Linked DNA regions of Sus scrofa: all the other regions are linked to region 2. A link is a contact called in public HiChIP or PLAC-seq data. All regions are on one chromosome and are shown on one strand. The core of a region is the stretch at or near the end of the contact, and the rest is flanking DNA. Distances in the headings are between cores, read along the strand shown.

Region 1 (2,700 bases), core at 182-2,681, 230 kb after region 2:
CCTTGCATAGGTTAGGAAAGTGAGGCCCAGAGAGGTTGAATGACTCCCCTAGGGTCCCACAGGAAGCCTTTTTTTTTTTTTGGTCTTTTGTCTTTTCAGGGCTGCACCCATGACATATGGAGGTTCCCAGGCTAGGGGTCAAATCGGAACTACAGCTGCCGGCCTACACCACAGTCACAGCAACATGGGATCCTTAACCTACTGAGTAAGGCCAGGGATCGAACCCACAACCTCATGGTTGCTAGTCAGTTTCGTTAACCACTGACCCATGGTGGGAACTGTTTTGTTGTAATACAGTCACATGATTTAACATTCAAAGAGCACATTGTGGCATAAAGCAGGCAGGCTCTCAGCCAGTCATTTCCCCTCCCATGTTGTTTCTTATGTGCCCTTCCTGGGATACTCCAGCAAATAGATGTATCTCCTGTATTTATTTTCACAAGTGATGGCATGCTACACACGCCTGTATGCTGAGCCTTGTCTTTTTGTATTTCTCTTTGTTGGGTGATTTCACATACCTACAGCCTTAATGCATTGGCATGGCTAGTGTAACAGTCTCACCAATTTTAGTAGGTACTTTCTTTCCCTCACAAATTCTGGAAGAAAAGCCGCCTAGACCTTCTGTTCTACAGACACCCTCTCATTGTGGAAACCCTCAGTCTAGCAGCTTTGGCTGATTGATTGCAAGTGAGCAGGTGCCAGTGGCAGCAAGGCTGTTACTGTCAACAGACATGTTTTTGATCTCTGGCCTGGGGGTTGGCCCCAAGGCAGCTCCTGCAGGGATGCTGCAGGCTATAAACCCCAAGTGTGTCAATGTCATGATTTGTTTCCAGGTTACGTTGGTGCTGCTACTGTGGGTGCTGCTGCGTGGTGGTTCATTGCTGCCGATGGTGGTCCAAGAGTGACCTTCTACCAGCTGGTATGTGGCCACCTTTCTTTCTGTACTTGAGATGCAAAGCACTGTAGGCCTTCACAAACAGGGTTGTCCCTGAGCTTTCTGTAGTTTGGATGTTTATCAAATAATCTTAAGACTTGAATAATAAGCAGTTGCATCTAAGGTTATTCTGAAAGAGCAGGGCTTCTCTGGGTGAGATCTGGTGTGGGTCTGGTGTGGAATTGGTATGTGGACTTTGAAAATGGACTTGGCTGATAAAGAACTTGTGATTGGGCTTTTGTTGCAGAGTCATTTCCTACAGTGTAAAGAGGACAACCCAGACTTTGAGGGAGTGGATTGTGCAGTCTTTGAATCCCCTTACCCAATGACAATGGCGCTGTCTGTTCTAGTCACCATAGAGATGTGTAACGCCCTCAACAGGTCAGTGAATCTTCTCAGCCTACTGGGCAAGAGCCTGACAGCTGGAGCGCTAAGGGATTGTGTGTGGGTCATGGTGGATTGAGCATCACAGGAAAGCTCTGCCCTCCCCAGAGGAAGAACATGCAGCACCGGTTTTAAGAGCTTAAGTCATCATCACCTCCAGGAAGTAGTGGGAGTGCTTAGCCACGTGCCCGTGAGAGATAGCGAGGGCCAAGAATAGGGAGTTCAGCACCCGGTGAGCCAGTGCCCACAGGGAAGGAGCACATGCCCTTTAGCATCGAGACAAACAGTATCATCTAATTAAGCCAGAGACAAAAATGGAAGTTTCAAAATAGCCTAAGTGTCAAGGGCAATTGAGAGCAGCTTTGAGCCCACTGAAATGAGATCGCTGTGCTGAATGAAGCCTAGATTTAAAATTGGAAGTCTGTCCTATATCTGAGCATTCTTCCTCAACTTTCCCACTCAGAAACTCAAGTCAGTAGAATTAGGTCAGTGGGCAATGCCAAGTGAGCTGCACCTTATTGAAGTGTAGTTTCAGATGGTCTGTCAGTGATGCCGTGTGCCCTTTGGTGGACATGTTTCACCTTCCTCTGCTTGTTCTGCAGTTTGTCGGAAAACCAGTCCCTGCTAAGGATGCCACCTTGGGAGAACATTTGGCTCGTGGGCTCCATCTGCCTGTCCATGTCACTCCACTTCCTAATCCTCTATGTGGAACCCCTGCCAGTAAGTGGGGGGGACCCAGGCCTGGGGCGTGGCCGCCTGGCCGGCAAGTCTAGGGGCTTGACGAGGCTTCTTTGTGTTTCAGCTTATCTTCCAGATCACACCGCTGAATTTGACCCAGTGGCTGATGGTGCTGAAAATCTCCTTGCCTGTGATTCTAATGGATGAGACCCTCAAGTTTGTGGCCCGCAACTACCTGGAACCTGGTAAAGAGTGTGTGCAGCCTGCCACCAAATCCTGCTCGTTCTCGGCATGTACCGATGGGATTTCCTGGCCCTTTGTGCTGCTCATAATGCCGCTGGTGATCTGGGTCTATAGCACAGACACTAACTTTAGTGATATGTTCTGGTCTTGACTGACAGTTTTACATAAAGATGTTTAACTTAATCAATTAATTTTTTTATTGTTTAAAGCAACTGTCTATTTCTGCTGAATTTTCACATGAACATATTGGCTGGTAAAGGAGGTTTCATACTCTAGATTTTGTTTTGCTTTTTCTGACTCCAGTGGGGCAAGATTTTCCTTTTTTATACACATAATTAAAGTGTCCATTGACATGTACAGAGAACTAACACTATTTTATGCAAATATTTTTTTGTAGATGAAAAAGCATGTACAGTGTTCTGTTTAATACTCATCCTTGTATAAAAAAAAAAAGAGTTGAG
Region 2 (2,700 bases), core at 35-2,534:
ATGCCCATCTTGGCATCTGCTTCTCGGAGGATCCGTACTAGCACAGTTGACTTCCATCTTGTGAAATGAGCTAATGAGGTCTTAGCCATCCAAACCTACAGGCATCTGTTGCCTAGGAAATGGGGTTTTACACTGTAATGGTTAGGCCCATGGGCTTTGGAATCAGAATGACCAGGGTATGAGCCCTACTTGCCAGTGGTATGATCTTAAGGAATTTTTATAACCTGCCCTGAGTCTCTACTTCCTCATCTATTGAAAAAGTGATGCTCAACCAGAAGTGATATTTGTCCCCCAGGGACATTTGGCAATGTCTAGAGACAGTTTTTGGTTGTCACAACTGAGGAACTAAAGGGAGAGGAGTTATTGCTATTGATGCCTAGCGGGTAGAGGCCAGGAATATTGCTAAATATCCCTCAGTACACAGAGCAGCCCCTCCCAACACACACACACACACACACACACACACACACACCCCAGAACAAAGAATGATCCAACCCAAAATGTCCATAGCACTGAGGTTGGAAAACCCCAGTTCAAAAAGCTGTTGTTAAGATCCAATAGGATCACTTGTACAATAGCTGTCATTTCTGCTCCCCTTCCTCCTTGTAAACTCCACACTGGCAAGGACTGGATAACTCTGAATTAATATTCAGTGTCACTAATGACTAGACCATAGAAGGTACTAAATAACTTATTATGAATTGAAATATTTATCAATAAGTGCAAATCAACAAATGGTAACTCTTATTATTATTATTATGACTGTTACCATCGTCATCATCACTGTCTTTCCAGACCCTGGCTCAGTGCACAGGACATAACTGGTCTTCAATATTTGTTGAATGAAGGAATGAATGAGAAATGAAGGGGTAGTTACTCATTAACCACTAATTTATGTGCCTTGGAGAAATATTGGAAACTCTTGGGAAACAGGCCCAGTCTTTCTTTTTTTTTTTTTTTTTTTTTTTTTTTTTGCTGAGAGGAATCTTGTTCGTCAAAGAAATGACTTGAGAGGATTGAGACCTCGGCCAAAGCCAGAGTCAGGAACCTGACTCAAAGTCATGTAGAGTTTAGGACACACATCTTGCTTGGCTTAGGCAAAAAAGGAAAACGGGCCAGGTTTTGTGCGAACTTGCTGTGAAACAAGAGCTGTTTTCAGGGCCCAGGAACACGCTCTGTCCCATGTTTAATTTCTTCCATCTGTCTGGTATCTGCCCTCCGCTGCCCTCTAAGCCATTGCCACACATTGTCTGCGCACACTCCCATATAAGGTGATCTCTCTCTCTCTTTCTCTTCCTCTCTTCCCCTCTCGCTCTCTTTCTCAGGGTTGGACTGCAGCAGCACTTCCTCCACCCTGCGCTCCCTCACTTGGCCTTCTCTGGCAGGCTCTGCTGTGAGGATGGATGGCTGGGGAGCGGGAAGGGGCAAGGGGCTGCCAAAGAATGTGGCAGGTTTATTTTTGTTCGAGCTGCATTCTTTGCCAGGTCTGCAGGCCCCGGCCACTTGGGGATGTCACATGCCGATAAGGCAGTGGGGGGTGACTGAGACCTGTGGCTCAAATCTGCAACACCCCAGGTGTGAGACGTCATCATGAATTGGTGGGGGGGGTTGGGAGCGAGGGAGACAGGGACTCTGAGGTCATGGGACTCGCCTCTTCCCACTGCCTTGTGCCTGATTCCCAGAAAGAAGTCTGATCCTTCAGAGATGCAATTGCAGGAATTGAAATCTGTAACCATTTAGGCCCATCTCTGGGTAAAACCCAACATCTGCGGCACAGTGGAAAAGAGCCAGGTGTCAGGGTGAAATTATTAGCTGCGTGACCTTGGGCAAATTGCCTGACCCCTCTGACTCTCAGTTTCCTTATCTGTCAAAACAGAATCACCAAATCTACTGGATACTATTCTAGTATCATAGTGTAACATAAACTCTGTGTGGCAGCGATCATTGTCTGTTTTGTTCGGTGTTGTTTCACCAGCACATAGCAGAAGCTCAAATGTGTTGAACAAATTAAATGAGATAATGCTTTTAAGTGCTCAGCACCCAATAAGTGATAACCGTTACTATCTACTCAATAACAACTAGTGTTTATTAAGCACGTATTAAGTGCCAAGCCCTGACAGGTGCTGGGGATATAGCAGTGAACAAGACAGACAAGGTCCCTGCCCTCAGAGAGCTTGTATTCTAATGGGGGCGATATGCAATAAAGTAAATTAAGTTCTGTGAATACTGAGTGCTATGGAAGATATTTAAAAAGGGCTGTGGGGAGTTCCCGTCATGGCGTAGTGGTTAACGAATCCGACTAGGAACCATGAGGTTGCGGGTTCCATCCCTGGCCTTGCTCAGTGGGTTAACGATCCGGCATTGCCATGAGCTGTGGTGTAGGTTGCAGACGTGGCTCTGATCCCGCGTTGCTGTGGCTCTGGCCTAGGCCGACAGCTACAGCTCCGATTCAACCCCTAGCCTGGGAACCTCCATATGCCGCGGGAGAGGCCCAAGAAATGGCAAAAAGACAAAAAAAAAAAAAAAAAAAAAGGGTTGTGGAAGAAGCGTGATTTTTAAACCTTTTGGCTGTGACTCACAGTAAGAAATATGTTTGTTGTGTGACCCAGTGAACACATATGCAGTTTATGCAGCTGAAATAAAACTTCCACAAAACAGTTGTGGTAGATTATCTGCAAACATGTCTGCCAACAATTTGGC
Region 3 (2,700 bases), core at 27-2,526, 140 kb after region 2:
ATGTGACATAAAAGCAGCCTAGCTGACAGCTTTCTCCTTCACCCCAATTTTGAAATCACTTGCCCAAGGCACCACCATGCTTTCTATCCTTTAATGCCTGTATTTTTAGTTTGGGGTATTTTCTATTGTTTGAAGGTTGCCTTGCAACCCGTTTGCCTAGAGGGTTTAAACAATATAGAGTTTCTTTGCTGAGCAGCAACAGTAGCCAAGAGAGACGGAATATAAACTTTTAAGTCTATTTTCTCAGAGTTTGTACATCAGCAATGGCTTTAAACAGAGTAACTCATGCCCCCTGGCTTGCCTCTCCCTGGGGGAGGGGAGAGGGGTGGCTGGTGGAGAACATTTTGTGTTCTCTTATCTTTCATACTCGTGGAAGGGGATAAGCACCAGAATAGGAAAACAAAATATCTGGCTATTAATATACCCTAAGTCCTCTAGCACATGGATTGGATTTGTTTATTTGTGAAAGAGAAGGATGCTTCTCTCCAGCCATGAGCTCCCCTGCCAGCTGGAAGGGAACTGGCAGGCGTAGTGCCCTCCATAAGGTAAAGGGGATTGACAACCAGGGCCTAACTTCCTACTTAAAAGAGACAAGTCTCAGACTTTTCTCAAGAAAAATTGCTTCCCTGGCTCAACCTGCCTCAAGCCCCAGCACCATCATTCAGGGAATCTAAGAAAGGGGATAAAAGCAGGATTTACCATGAAAGAGCCAGAGTACCCATACCTCCCCACCAGACTTGTGCATCTGTCACATCTTAGCCGGGCAAGCAGAGGACTGGAGAACCTCGCTGAAAAAAAGTACAGTTTCCTCAGAATAAGCATTTAACTGGCAGTGAACAAGGCAGGAACAGGAGCGGGGCCCTCCCCAGAGGATAAGCCCTGTCTGCCAAGAGGAAAGCAGCCCTACTGAGCTCAGGTTGGAGACACTGTCCTTTAACATATTTCCTTGGACCCCTTATTGGTTTGAGTGGAGGAGTGCCAGAGCAGAAAGTTTTCTAGTTAATGATAAGCCTCTAGCTGGGAAAAAGCCAGAAGGGAAGAGATTTCTGTCGGGGGCAGGAGCTCACACACGCCTGGGAGCCCCATGCCTGCCGTGTCTGGACTGAGGTTCCACGCGCCCTTTGGCTGCCAGAAGAGGTCTCTGCTGGCCACCCACCAGGGTCAGGCCTTCTCAGGTCCCTGAGAACATTTTGATTAGCAGGAGTCCCAGGCAGACACTGAGAGAAAGAAGAGAGCAACTTGGCAGGGCCTGCCCTCTCCAAGAGCAAACAGGGACAAAGGTCAGTGGACTTACAGCCGCCTCTCCCAGCTTGCCTGCCAGGCCAGATGCCCCAGGTTGTCCCGGCGGCGTTGCTGCATGATGCAGGAATCTGTCATCTCTGTGCCTGCTGGGTCACCCATTACCCCAGATCCACTTCCTAGGCAGGGAAGGTTAGGTCACCTGAGCAGAGGCAAAGGCTTTGACATTCAACAGCTTTAACTCAGAAAAGCGTCATGTCTTTACCTGTTCAGTTGGGAGCCAAAGGTATTTGTTACACATGTGCCGCTGCTCTTGCGGAAGTAAGCACGAGAGGAAAGAATCTGTAAGCATCCGGCCTGAAGGAGGGGCTCTCTTTGTAAACCACAGTCGTTCAGGCACTCTTAGAATTTGAACAAACTTTCTTTGTCAAGCTTTCTTATTCTCCATTTCACTGCCAGCTCAGCATGTTTGAATTTGTCTCTGCTTCAACAGGTCTAAGTATCCACCGAGATTCTCTCTGAGAATTTAAACAAGTTGGAGGCCACTGAGTTTGCCAAGTATATCCAGGTCTGGCACAGATTTGGCGTGAGAGTGAGCAGGAGAAAGAAGCTTTGTGCATGGTGAAATCAGTGAAGCTCTAGCCCACAGCCCTCTGGTTTAGGATTACAACTGGAGTTGGTGTTATTTGTTTTTCCTTCTTTGTACCTAGGAATGGCCTTTAGCTAATGCAATGATGATGATATAAAAGCTAACATTCATGAAGGCACTGAACTAAGCGCTCTCCTTGAATTATTTCATTTAATTTACACCTCAAACCCATGAGGTAGACATAAAATGACCCCCATTTAAAGGTGAGGAGGATCCAGGCTCAGAAAAATTGAGATGCATACTTAAGGTGATCTTCTGTATTTTTCTGCGATTATGACTTGCTAGCATCATATTCTGAACATAGAAGAAGAAAGACTACGAGGACAAGTATTTCTGAGGGCTGCAGTTGTGTGCAGGTTTCTTGGAAGCTAAGGCCCTCTTAATTTATATTCCATGGGGCCATCTGAGGAAGTTGTTTAGTTTCTGAGGTGATAGATGAGGGCTGGGTCACTGCTGTTTGCAGAGCGTGGGTTGAAGGATAAGTCAGGACAGTGGTTCTTCTCTGGTCCCTGTCAGGGACTCCACAGGCCGACCTCTGTGGCTGTGTTTATATCATTATTTTTAAGGCACCAGCACCAGCACCGCAGCTCTAAGCTCTCTCTTCCTTTAGCCATCCTCCATGTGGAAAGAAGCCAAATGGGAGAATTTCCCCAACCATTTCCCTTCAGTGCAGCTGGTACCAACTTGAAACCTAAGACATTTAACACTGCAACCCAACTGAAGCCTGGCTAAGCCACACTTCTGTAGACACAGCAGGAAGCCATTCCACGCCCTAAGATCAAGAAAGGTCTGAGGACCCAGGGGGCTCTGCT
Region 4 (2,700 bases), core at 39-2,538, 170 kb after region 2:
TGGGGAAGGGCTGGTATCTGCACGCGGTGAAGCTCTCGGTGGAGGTGGGGAGGTCGGGGTGGGTGGGGTGCGGTGTTCCTGAAGCAACAGATGAGGGATTTTGGCCGCGTGGGAAGTTAAATGCGGAATTCCTTCCCTTGGATCCTGAAAGGTGCTCTTGAGAGACAGATTAGGATGCAGAGTGCGGCCCAGGAGGCGGAGGGCAAGGGGGCGAGCCAAGGACACCTAACCTCAGCGCGCTTAGGGGAGCTCTGCGGAGATCGAGTTCCCAATTTCCTCCGTCTCGCCTTCGAATCACCCACCCTAACCCGAGGCCGACCCAGATGGGCAGGCAGTTTCTTCCGGTCAATGAGTGCAGGCAGCCCGCCGTGAGCCCTCCACCCTCCCGGGTTCTACGCCTGCCGATGGTTGAGTGGGGCGAGAATCGAGAACAGCCCCGCCAAAGAAGCGTTCCAGCCTCGGGCCTCCGCGGACCAGCGGGCCACAACGCGCCCTGCACAGGAGCTGCGCGCGCCGGCCCGGATCCGGGTTCCTGAGGGCGGTACGAAGGAGGGGGCGGGGCTTGAACGGCCGCGTGGGCGCCAGTCGCGCGGGAGGGAGGGAGCCGGAGGGAGGGGGCGGGGCCGCGCCGCCCGCGCCGCGCTGGGCCCTCTCGGCCAATGAGCGGCGTCCACATGCCGCGGCGGCGGCGAGAGGGGAGGCAGCGGCGGATAAATGCTATTAGAGCAGCCGCCGCGGAGCCGTCCCCGACGCCACCTCCTTCTCCTCCGCCGCAGTTTCCTCCGTTGCTGTCGGGGGTGCGGAGCTGAGTGGACAGGGCGAGCGCGCCGCGCACCACCCCGCAGGCTCGCCTCCCTCGCTCGGTTCGGCTCTCAGGAGTCAGCCGAGCGTCCCCTCCTCCGGCCCGGCCCGGGCGGGGCGGAGAACCACCTCAGGAGAACGGGGAGGGGGCTCGGGGGCTGCGGCCTGCGCTCCCGGCGGGCGGTTGAGGGTGAAGGAGGCCCTCCCTTCTGACGAGGGGAGGGAGGGTCGGAAGCCCCCCCTCGCCCCCCCCTACGGTCCAGCTGAGCCCGGGGCGGGCGCCGGCGAGGGCAGGGCTGCGAGAGGGGCGGTTGTCTGGGGGAGGGGGCGCGGGGTGATTCAGCGCCCGGCGAGGCGGAAGCGGCCGGAGGAGGAGAAGGAGAGGGACAGGCCAGTCCGCGCCTGGGCGCCCAGGGTGGCACGAGCCCGCGGCCCGAGTGCGAGGCGGAGGCGAGGAGGCCGCGGGGACTGGAGGCGAGGCCGGCCGGGCCCCCGCAGCCATGGAGAACGCGCACACAAAGACGGTGGAGGAGGTGCTGGGCCACTTCGGCGTCAACGAGAGCACGGGGCTGAGCCTGGAGCAGGTCAAGAAGCTCAAGGAGAGATGGGGCTCCAACGGTAGGTGCTTGGTGCACGGGCTGCAGGGTCCCCGCGCCGCTCGGCGCGGGCCCGAGAGCCAGGAAAGATGGCTGACCGGGCTCCACCTCGTGGGTCTCGGCTCCGCGCCCGCCGAGGGCTGCAGACGGCGGGTTGAGCCCGCGCCCCGGCCCCCTGGGAGAGAGGGGTTGCAGGCGGGGGACCGGGGTCGGGTCTGCGCCGCCTCGTGGCTCCAGCCCTTGACCTTCCCCGCACGCAGCTAGCTCGGCGGTTTCTCACCCGCAGCAGCTGGCCCCGGTGGAGAGAGGGATGAGTCTCCTGCAGCTGGGTTGAGCCCTGCGAGACATTTTCTTGTCCCCAGTCGGATTTATGAGGCGTTGTTATAGTTGGGAATGCCTCTGACTGTTCTTGTACTATCCAGAGTTACACATCTGGCAGAAGTGATGACAGAGCTGAAATGACTCCTTGTATCAGGAGCGCTGTTAGGTTGCAATATAATTTCACATTTTGGAGTAGATCAGTGCAACAAATATTGTACATTTTCTTAGGATACCGTTTTGGTACGGTTTCTATTAAAAGTGATTGAGTTCATATATGTAGTCATGTCTTTAAAAGGCAGTGATACTTTAGTAATTCTTTTTGTAATGTCAGAGTGCTAAAATGCTTTTTTTCCCCCCTCCCGTTCTTGACACGTTGCCTGGTGGATTTCTACATCCTGCAGAGTTACCGGCTGAAGAAGGTAAGTAATCTCAACGTGTTTCTCTCCCGCTGCCCTTCATGTGCTGATGTCAAAGATGACATTTATAACTAATATGATTGTTTCTAACAGGGAAAACCTTGCTGGAACTTGTGATTGAGCAGTTTGAAGACTTACTCGTTAGAATTTTATTGTTGGCAGCATGTATATCTTTTGTAAGTATAAAACATTTTCTTTCCAAAAAGTCAACAATAAACCATAGGTAAAAAAACCAAGAAGCAAATGTCTATTGAGTGAGAACATTATGTTTGGAAATTTAAGTTGTGTCTTCATGTTTTGTGTGGGGGGTTTGGGGTTTTTTTGTATGTTTGTTTCTTTTTAACATCAAGAAGTTCTTTATTGGGAGGTCTTTTCTGTTTTGGGTTCTTCCATTGTGTAAGATCATACTAAGATGATGCTGGCTCTTTGTAGTCTGTAAATAGAACTTACAAAAGGAATATTCCAGTTGCTCTCCCTTCCTGGTAATGGCAAGGTGACAGTTGTTTCTGACAGTGACAAGAATGATGACGGCAGTGATGGCACCACTGTTGACCAAATTTGGTCAC

What was found. HiChIP or PLAC-seq counts read pairs in DNA pulled down with a chosen protein or histone mark.
Region 1: an H3K27ac HiChIP or PLAC-seq map of alveolar macrophages shows a contact between it and region 2. The contact joins two enhancer-like sites. A contact is called at or near these places in 2 of 47 Hi-C or Micro-C datasets (fetal heart ventricle and heart right ventricle) and 2 of 2 datasets of contacts at active chromatin or transcription factors (alveolar macrophages and skeletal muscle).
Region 3: an H3K27ac HiChIP or PLAC-seq map of skeletal muscle shows a contact between it and region 2, with 8 times the contacts expected there. The contact joins two enhancer-like sites. A contact is called at or near these places in 3 of 47 Hi-C or Micro-C datasets (epiblast stem cells, heart right ventricle and psoas muscle) and 2 of 2 datasets of contacts at active chromatin or transcription factors (alveolar macrophages and skeletal muscle).
Region 4: a contact with region 2 is called in an H3K27ac HiChIP or PLAC-seq map of alveolar macrophages. The contact joins the promoter of ATP2A2 here to the enhancer-like site in region 2. A contact is called at or near these places in 10 of 47 Hi-C or Micro-C datasets (alveolar macrophages, embryonic fibroblasts, fetal heart ventricle and 5 more) and 2 of 2 datasets of contacts at active chromatin or transcription factors (alveolar macrophages and skeletal muscle).

What each region holds. Positions count from the first base shown.
Region 1 is chr14:31,738,545-31,741,244 of Sscrofa11.1, forward strand. ATP2A2 (ATPase sarcoplasmic/endoplasmic reticulum Ca2+ transporting 2) reads left to right here. Exons shown (of 20, transcript NM_213865.1): 17 at 834-919; 18 at 1,182-1,315; 19 at 1,921-2,038; 20 at 2,121-2,700. The coding sequence ends at 2,390. Among named protein-coding and RNA genes, the nearest start is that of ANAPC7, 50 kb to the right of the region's middle. Within about 2 kb of position 1,432, at least 6 of the 83 cell types and tissues checked have an H3K27ac peak or open chromatin away from gene starts, as enhancers often do. A contact at or near this core is called in alveolar macrophages, where this site is marked.
Region 2 is chr14:31,507,122-31,509,821 of Sscrofa11.1, forward strand. All of the region lies in intron 2 of IFT81 (intraflagellar transport protein 81 homolog), which reads left to right. Among named protein-coding and RNA genes, the nearest start is that of P2RX7, 32 kb to the left of the region's middle. Within about 2 kb of position 1,285, at least 33 of the 83 cell types and tissues checked have an H3K27ac peak or open chromatin away from gene starts, as enhancers often do. A contact at or near this core is called in alveolar macrophages, retroperitoneal adipose tissue, skeletal muscle and 1 more, where this site is marked.
Region 3 is chr14:31,645,980-31,648,679 of Sscrofa11.1, forward strand. No RefSeq gene overlaps it. Among named protein-coding and RNA genes, the nearest start is that of ATP2A2, 28 kb to the right of the region's middle. Within about 2 kb of position 1,277, at least 24 of the 83 cell types and tissues checked have an H3K27ac peak or open chromatin away from gene starts, as enhancers often do. A contact at or near this core is called in skeletal muscle, where this site is marked.
Region 4 is chr14:31,673,985-31,676,684 of Sscrofa11.1, forward strand. It overlaps ATP2A2 (ATPase sarcoplasmic/endoplasmic reticulum Ca2+ transporting 2), which reads left to right and starts at 1,289. Exons shown (of 20, transcript NM_213865.1): 1 at 1,289-1,419; 2 at 2,120-2,137; 3 at 2,228-2,310. The coding sequence starts at 1,302.